Linked DNA regions of Mus musculus: all the other regions are linked to region 3. Evidence: chromatin contacts called from public HiChIP or PLAC-seq and promoter capture Hi-C data. All regions are on one chromosome and are shown on one strand. The core of a region is the stretch at or near the end of the contact, and the rest is flanking DNA. Distances in the headings are between cores, read along the strand shown.

Evidence for each region. Promoter capture Hi-C pulls out the DNA fragments that hold promoters and counts their contacts. HiChIP or PLAC-seq counts read pairs in DNA pulled down with a chosen protein or histone mark.
Region 1: an H3K4me3 HiChIP or PLAC-seq map of bone marrow-derived macrophages shows a contact between it and region 3, with 8 times the contacts expected there. The contact joins the enhancer-like site here to the promoter of Akap7 in region 3. A contact is called at or near these places in 3 of 39 promoter capture datasets (liver and pre-B cells), 1 of 115 datasets of contacts at active chromatin or transcription factors (bone marrow-derived macrophages) and 1 of 9 other capture datasets (pancreatic islet).
Region 2: a contact with region 3 is called in a promoter capture Hi-C map of hippocampal neurons, with 5 times the contacts expected there. The contact joins the enhancer-like site here to the promoter of Akap7 in region 3. A contact is called at or near these places in 4 of 39 promoter capture datasets (the C10 cell line, the SN4741 cell line, cranial neural crest and 1 more) and 2 of 115 datasets of contacts at active chromatin or transcription factors (the 230-238 cell line and T-cell acute lymphoblastic leukemia).

What each region holds. Positions count from the first base shown.
Region 1 is chr10:24,634,258-24,636,957 of GRCm38.p6, forward strand. No RefSeq gene overlaps it. Among named protein-coding and RNA genes, the nearest start is that of Gm15270, 40 kb to the left of the region's middle. Within about 2 kb of position 1,409, at least 157 of the 459 cell types and tissues checked have an H3K27ac peak or open chromatin away from gene starts, as enhancers often do. A contact at or near this core is called in bone marrow-derived macrophages, where this site is marked.
Region 2 is chr10:26,272,169-26,274,868 of GRCm38.p6, forward strand. L3mbtl3 (L3MBTL3 histone methyl-lysine binding protein) reads right to left here. Exons shown (of 22, transcript NM_001359254.1): 22 at 2,300-2,700. Samd3 (sterile alpha motif domain containing 3) reads left to right here. Exons shown (of 11, transcript NM_001115154.1): 11 at 1-4. Among named protein-coding and RNA genes, the nearest start is that of Samd3, 44 kb to the left of the region's middle. Within about 2 kb of position 1,388, at least 1 of the 459 cell types and tissues checked has an H3K27ac peak or open chromatin away from gene starts, as enhancers often do.
Region 3 is chr10:25,295,691-25,298,390 of GRCm38.p6, forward strand. It overlaps Akap7 (A kinase (PRKA) anchor protein 7), which reads right to left and starts at 1,389. Exons shown (of 8, transcript NM_001379238.1): 1 at 1,238-1,389.

The DNA.
Region 1 (2,700 bases), core at 159-2,658, 660 kb before region 3:
CCACGCCCCGCTAGCACAAACATTTTAAAGGAAAGAAGCCGCCTGGCCTGCTGCGAGTGGGTGTAATAGGAGTTGTCAGCTGCACCATCACGTGATTCATCTCGAAGAAGCCTTTTGGTTCTGTCAGCTTTTCATGGGACAGCGACGGATAGGATGATTGTGGCGACACAGCACTGTTAGTTCTCTGAACCTGAGCCTAGTTTCATCCCATGACCTTGGATTTCACAGACAGGAAGTAGTGGGGAAATATTTCTCCTCCCTGGGAAGATACCCAGAAGCAGATGACAGCTGGCTTGTCCCAGCTGCTGTCTGGTTGCTGCTAGCTCTTTGCCTCTTTCCAGAAGGTCTGGTGTGACTCGGTGGGTGTGATAACCCAGGCACTTGCACACACGGCCACCTTTGTCAAGTGTGTGCAACTCTGCCAGCAGTGTGCTGCAGCTCTGTGGTGTGCTTTGTGTGAGAAGGCAAAGCCCAGTAAAGGCTTTTTTCCCTCCTCCATCAGAGGGCAGCAGGCTTTCTCCAGGGTGGAGTCACGGAACCAATTGTAAAAGGCCCTTGAAAGGCAACTTTACTCTTTTTAACTTAAAAAATATTCTGATTGTGCACCAGTACAGTATCTATAAATAAACTTCTTTTTAAAAGTAACCCACTAAAGCTGGAGCCGTGGAAGGCTTGCTTTTGAAATCCCAGCACATGGGAGGTAGAAGGGTCCTGAGTTTCTTCAGAGGAAATGAGGGCAGCCTGGGCTACAAGAGACCTTGACTCAAAAAAAAAAAAATAGTCAGAATTAAATGAATACAGAAATTGAAAATACCAACCGTATTTCCCGTGCAATTGTGCCCTAACCTTCCTGCAATGTGTGTGCCCTCAAGTGGATGTTTTGGTAGGAATGACCCAATGTTATCTGCTCACTGGGCATGCTTTGAAGGTCTGTCCTAGACAGAAATGGATGTAAAGTTTGTTTCTGCTTTTAGTAACTTGTGACTTTGGCAACATGACAATAAATATCTGAAAAATTATATGTCAATGTGAAAACATGCTTGTAACCACTGGGAAAAGTTTGCTGCACTACTGACCTACAGTCCCCGTGAAACAGAACACTTGCAGACCATAAACCTTATCAGCTCCGGGAACCAGTTCAAAGGCTATAGTCATATCAGGCTCAGCATAGAGTCCAGGCAGGGAAGTGTCTGTGGCCGGTCTGTCCTCGTCAGCATCTGTTGTCTTAGGAAGTTTGTGGTGATGACGTTCTCTTTAAGAAGAGATCATGGCAGATCCCTGGGCCCCTGTAGGAGCTAATAATCTTTTACACTGATAACCACATCACCCCGTGGTTTGTATGTGATGTCTTCCCCATAGGCTTGTATTTGAACACGTGGCCCCACCTCACGGTGCTGTTTGGGAAAGTCATGAAGCCTGCAGGAGAGACTGCGCTTGAACAGGGGGAAACATGGGGGCGGGCCTTGAGGTTTTGTAGCCTGATCCCTACTTCCTGTTTTCTCTCTCCTTCCTTACCGCCAGTGACAGCCTTCTGCCCCTGCTTCCAAGCTTTTCTTGCCATAATGCACTGTATTCCCTTGTCACTGAAGGCATCTCCTTGCTGGAATGTGTAAAGCCATTGTGGGGTCCACTTAAATCCAACAGAGCTCAAAGACCAGGTCAGTGCAGATGACAAAAAAATGTATTGTAATCACGCTGTTACTGATCCATCCGGGCCAGAGAACAGACTCTAGAGCCGAACTGCATCCGTGAAGCGAAGTTGTACAGCACATTTAAGGATGAGACCACAAACTGAGGAGGAACGGGGTGGGCTGTAGCACCGTCCAATCATATTTTGACACGGGGCTGGGCAAGGGAGTCTCCACTGTGGTTTTGCCCTGACTCGGGGCCAGCAAGTTACAGGAAACAAGTCAACACTCCTGGGCCACCTGGTTTCAAGGCCTTTGACTCAGAGCCTTGGTAGTCAGACCTCATCCTGGATATTTGATGTGTAACTCAAGATGATAAGAGAACAAGGGAGTCGGTTGTAGACCTGGGACCATGAACTCAGTTTGATCCCGCCAACAAGATGGAGAAGTTGTCCCTGTGGTGGCTGGATGCAGACAACTGTCTCCTTACAAGCAATGAAGCACTCCTGAAACTACTTTCTTTCCTGTGGTGGCTGTAGACACTGCCACTAGCAAGCACGTACTTCGTATTGTAGCTATGTCTGAGTACAGCTTCTTTTCTTTTCTTTTTAAAGATTTATTTATTTATTATATGTAAACACACTGTAGCTGTCTTCAGACACCCCAGAAGAGGGCATCAGATCTCATTATGGATAGTTGTGAGCCACCATGTAGTTGCTGGGATTTGAACTCAGGATCTTTGGAAGAGCAGCCCATGCTCTTAACTGCTGAACCATCTCTTCAGCCCCCTAAGTACAACTTCTTGATACATAGTACCTTCTATACAGCCACACAAGAAGTACCAGGAGCCTTACGTGGGGCGTGTATTGTATGTTATTTTACATCTTGAAGGGTCTGACAGACCTTATTCTTACAGCAGTGGTTCTCAAGTTTTCTAATGCTGTAGCCCTTTAATGCAGTTCTTCATGCTGTAGTGACTCCCCCAACCATAAAATTATTTTCTTTACTAATTCATAACTATAATTTTGCTACTGTTATGAATCATAATGTAAATACCTGATATTTAGGATAT
Region 2 (2,700 bases), core at 138-2,637, 980 kb after region 3:
GGTTCTCAATTTGATTTGAGTTCTGTAGTCAAGGTTTCATTTTCAACAGTGTCAGTTTTACCTGGCATAAAAGACATTATGAGGTAAAATCCTCCCAGTTAGGGTCTGACCCTAAACTTAACTCAGTGTGACTGCTTGAAAGACCATGAGTTGAACAGCCGCCTCTTTAGTTTCTTTGGTTAGAGCATTGGTTGGAAACATCTTGAACTTGAGTATTTTAAAGAGATATATAGTCCTCAATTTCCTTATCCCAGACACACTGTTTGGTTTGATGTGTTTTGGTTTTCTTCAATCAATATTGAAAAAATCAATAGTGAGAGAGCAGCTGCAATCTTGGGATATCCTCCTTGTAGGCCATCTTGTTGGCACAAGGTTCTTTCCATAGAGACTCAGCCCGTGCTCCAGGGTCACACTGAAATTTGTTTGTTCATTCATGAAATGGTGAGACAGTACTACTTCTGGAATAACAGGACCTAGGCACTATCTGTTTTCTGAGGACTTTCACAAGAAAAAGAAACTGTAAAATAGTAGCATGACTTGATATTATCATCAAAATATCATGTTATTTCCTAATTCTGAATGATAGGGGTGGAGTTGGGGTGTGTGTGTGGGGTCATTCTGCATATTGTAGAGATTTTAATGTGTTAATACTTGTGACACAATCAGATAAGCCTCATTTATTTCATCAAATGGACTTTTTAAAATATTTATTTTCCTTTTTACTATAATAAAGTAACCCCTTTACAAACTTTTTACTACTCAAATGACTCCCCACAATCCCTTGTTTAAAAAGTCCACAGTCTGCCTTAAATTTGGATTTACCAGTTCCTGAAGTAGTTTCCTTATAGGGTCTACAATCTCTGTGGAAGACTGAGTGTCCCCGTTGTCACTCAGGCTGAGCAGGGTGACAGGGTGGGGTTCTGGGCCAGCTGGGCTTTCAACCTACAAAGGAGAATGTCAACATGGTAGGATCATGCCTATCTCAAGGTTCATATCTCGGAGCCTGGTGTGGTACTGCAACCTGGGAAATACTCTGTTTTGCTTGACATGAATACACTGTCATCCCTGAGATGAGTCCACTGAATGGAGAAGGCCATGCTGTCTATGGTAAACATGAGCCTGCACACAGGATTCCTTTGCCTTACACAGAATAGCTCATGGTCACTGTGCATCCCGCACACACATTCCTTCCTTTTGTCTCCTCCTAATCCTGCTCCAGGAGTCCCTTGCCATCAGCCCTCCCCTATTTTCTCCTTTAACACAAAGACCATGTCCCAGTGTTGGGACAGTGGAAAAGATCACCTGCTTGAGGTACAATGAATGCCATGCCACCCCAGAATGGTCAATGACTTCCCTTTCCTTCCAGAAGAGCACATTGTTTAGAAGGGAAATTTCAAAATCTCCTTCATTACAGCATTCACTTTAAATAAGAAAGGTAAACATTCTCACTGTAGATGGGAATCACATGAGCTAAAAATGTGACTTTTGAGGGTTTTTAAAAAATGTTTATCCTACCAAGTACACTGACAAAAATATTCAAATTTAGAGTCATTAGATTGCTACATTGTCCTCCAGCCACATACACCTTCTTTGTGGTTTGTGTACTTGTTCATGTTTGTATATATATATATATATATATGCACACCAGGGATCCATTTCCAGTATCACTGTGTCTTCCTGTATGACTACTCTCTCCACCAATTCCCTTAAAACAAACAAACAAACAAGAAACCAAACCACCAAGTATGAGTGTTTGCCTGCATGTATGCCTGTGCACCATGCACGTGCCTAAGGCATGTGGAGGCCAGAAGAGGGGATTGCATCTCCTTGAACCAGTCACTGGTAGCTGTGGGCTGCCATGTAGGTGCTGAAAATTGAGCAAGTACTTTTAACCAGTGAGCTATTTCTCTAGCCTCACTATCTTAATGTCTTTTGAGGCATGGCTTCTCACTAAACTTGAAGCTCATGATGCCGTGAGGATCCCTGGCCAATGAACCTCACTGGGGTAACAGGTACACTTGGTTCTTCTATGGGTGCTAGAGCTACAAACTCAGAGCCTCATGCTATTGTGACAGGCACTTTAGCAATTGAGGCATCTCCCCAGTCCTACAGTATCTTTAACATGTTATTTATTTGTTGTTGCTTTGTAGGCAAGCAGATCAAACCTTGCCAGGTAGGTATTCTAATACTAAAATATAACCAAGCCTTACATAACTTTTGTTAGATATGATTTTGTTCCTGTTTTTTTAACCTCTCCTATTTAATAACCTCCTTAAAAATCATACATATATAAAAAGAATCTGCAATTAAGATTTTATTTCATTCATATCACATGTAACAAGTGCAAGTTAATGTACAAATACTGACCACAACAAAGAAGGGGGAGTAACAATAAAAAGCTTACTTAGCAGATTCATGCAGAGAAATGAAGAAAGAGGACATTGCAGATGTCACGGACCCTGTTTACCTTGAATCATGACAAATGCAAAGGACTCCAACTATGGCACATCAAAGGAAGTCCTACATCAGAAAAACATTAAAGAGTTCATGGAAAGAGGTGGGACTTTCCCCCAGAGTTCTGACAGCATGCTACTAAACTTTATATTTTTAAATCAGTCCTTGAGTAAATGTCTAATTGTGGAATTAGAAAGTACATCCAAAGACTGACAAAATATTTTACCTTCCCCTTAGGAGGACACG
Region 3 (2,700 bases), core at 139-2,638:
ACTGCCCAAGTCCTACAAAGTAAGTTTCCTATCTGAACAACAAAACACACCTTCATTGGGCAAGACTCTCTTCTGGTTCCCCAGCACTGTAAACAGCTATGGAATGGGCCTGTCATTCATTACGGTCTATCTACTTCGACTAGCTACGTAAAACAGCAGAGTAGGTCTCCAGAAATGTTTAAACTTCATGCCAACCAGGCCACTTACCCAGTGTGCTTCCATTTGCGCCTCATGAAGAGGGAGCAATCCAAATTATTAAGGAGAAATTGACAAATCGACACTACATGAATGGAAGGACCCAGTAAACTGGACAAGTGCCATAAGCTTTGTCACTATAGGGAAACGATGCGCTAACAGCATCCCAAACTGCAAAGCCACACGGTGTAAAAAGGTGAGAAGAGTCCTCTCTTTCCAACTATTACCCTATTCCCTTCTGCCTATTACCCACACTCCTGTAACCTTATAAAAACATCTCAAGCAGGGACACTCTGGGCATCTCCTCACGTGATACGAGTAATTGCATTCACATGAAATTTATAAACGCATGTACATTATTCACCTGATTTATATTTACATACATATAAAGTATTTACATAGCATGCTTGGACTGCCTATTTTAATATTCTTACGCTTTGTATACATGTAGGTGTTCTTGTAGAACACCTTTTTCCCCTTACTTCCCAGTCCCTTTCCCTCCGAGTCCAACCTCTAATTCCTACCCAGGTTCAGCATACAACGAAAGTTGACCCAAGCTGAAGTACATCCTGGGCGCCAGCAGATTGGCGCCCGTTTTAAAGTGTGCCTTGCCAAGCCTCGAGTAAAACCCTAAATGAGACAAGACAGTGTTCAGAGGCTTCTATTTGCCATTTTAAAAAATAATTAGGTAAATAAAACGGAGTTTTTTTTTTCCCCCCTTGATTTTGTTAACCTCCCCAACACAGTAGGAAAGGATGTGCTGCAAAACTCTGGGTCATGGGTCACAAGATAGGAAGAGGTAAGAGAAACAACAACTTGTGTGTACACCCCTTTCGGTTCGAGGAGTGGAGTGGTGCACGGAGACCCACGGATGCAACCAAACTGCCCGGACTACCGGGCTGGACCGGGATGCCCAGGGTGTAGGGGGAGGGTCGATCGCGAGGGGCGTGGGGCTGCGGGCGGCCTGGGAGGCGGAGCGGGGCGGGCGAGCACGCCCCACGGCAGAGGCCGCCCCGGGGCGCGCAGGGCGGAGCGCTCTCACCCACGGCGGGGCGCTCCATGGTCGCGGCGCAGAGACGGAGGCGCGGGCCCGGGGCGCGCGGGACGGCGGGGGCGCGGGCCGCGGCGGCCAGGCCTGCGGAGGCGCAACGCCCCGCGAGTCGCAGCATCCCCGGCACCCGCCGCTTCAGGAGGAGCCGGAAGGGGCCGGCCCGGCGAGGCGTGGATACCCGGATCGGGGCGGTCCCCGGGGCCGTGCTGGGCTCGGGCTCCGACCTCTGGCCGCCCTCGGTTATTTCCTGCGGCGCGGCCCTTCCCGTCCCACGCTCGGAGGGGCGAGCCAGGGATCCAGAGAGCATTCCTTGGCCCGCTGTCCCTTGAGAACCCGTGTGTTTGCTTTAGCGTGGAGCTTTGGAAACACAGATCTGATTGCAAAATAGGCGGGCTGAGCAAAATGTACAATACAATAGCGAGACCTTGAACGTCGCTATAATGAGATGCTTTTATTTACTTGCCATTACCCCCCCCCCAAAAGTAGCATTTTCAACAGCAGTTTAAGAGCTAAAAGTTGGAATTGTTAAATGAAATCATCTACAAATTTTTTGCAGGCAAGGCTCCTCAGTATCTGAATAAAATAAGAGAAAACTATTTTTTTTAATAGTTAAAATATGAATATGTCTTGTAGAAAAGAATGCTACTGTTTTTTTCCGGGCTGGGGGCAAATGGTGGTATTACTGCTGGTTTGTTGGGGAATGTAATTTTAATTTAAGAAAATATGGTGGTGTGTCTCTTCTCCACAGCTGTAGCCCTTAAAGCTGGTAGGGAACTTTGAAGAATTCCCTGCTTAGCCCCTTTTTGTGGATCTTCACGGAAAACGGTCTTTTTAAAGGAGCAGGCTATCTAATCACAGAGAAAGAACGAAAAATAAGTAAGGGAGCTTGCGGCAAGAGGATCCTCAAAGGCCAGCCGATGCTAGCTGGACTGGACAGGGTACAGATAAGACGTTTAAGCATAAGGATTACTTTACGCAGTAGACAGAGAAACAACTCTTTGCCCTCCCTTTTCCTGCTGGAAGTAGACTATACATTTCTCTTTGTAAGGATTACTCCCCACTCTGTTTTAAAGGTGTATTTATGTAACTGGGGAGTAGGAGCAGTGCACTGACACAGCAAGGTTGACAGCCAGTTTGCAAAGAGTAGAGCACTACCCCCACTCCCCCCTCCTCGGGCTTCACAAAGGACGCTACAGACCTGGGAGACGTGGGTTCTGCACCTCATGTGTGGTCTGATGCTTGGGGGCGAGGTGTCTTCCTTCAGCTCAAGAGCCCACTCCTGGATTTCCCTCCTTTTAAAAACAAAACAAAACCAAAGCGCTGTGTTTCTATTTTAACCACACATCTGTGGTGTAATCCTTAGCCTTGGGATATAACTTCAGTGGAGGAACCAGAACACCAACCCAGCCCCCAAACCTTTCACCTACAATCTACCCTGTCTGAAATAATGTGCT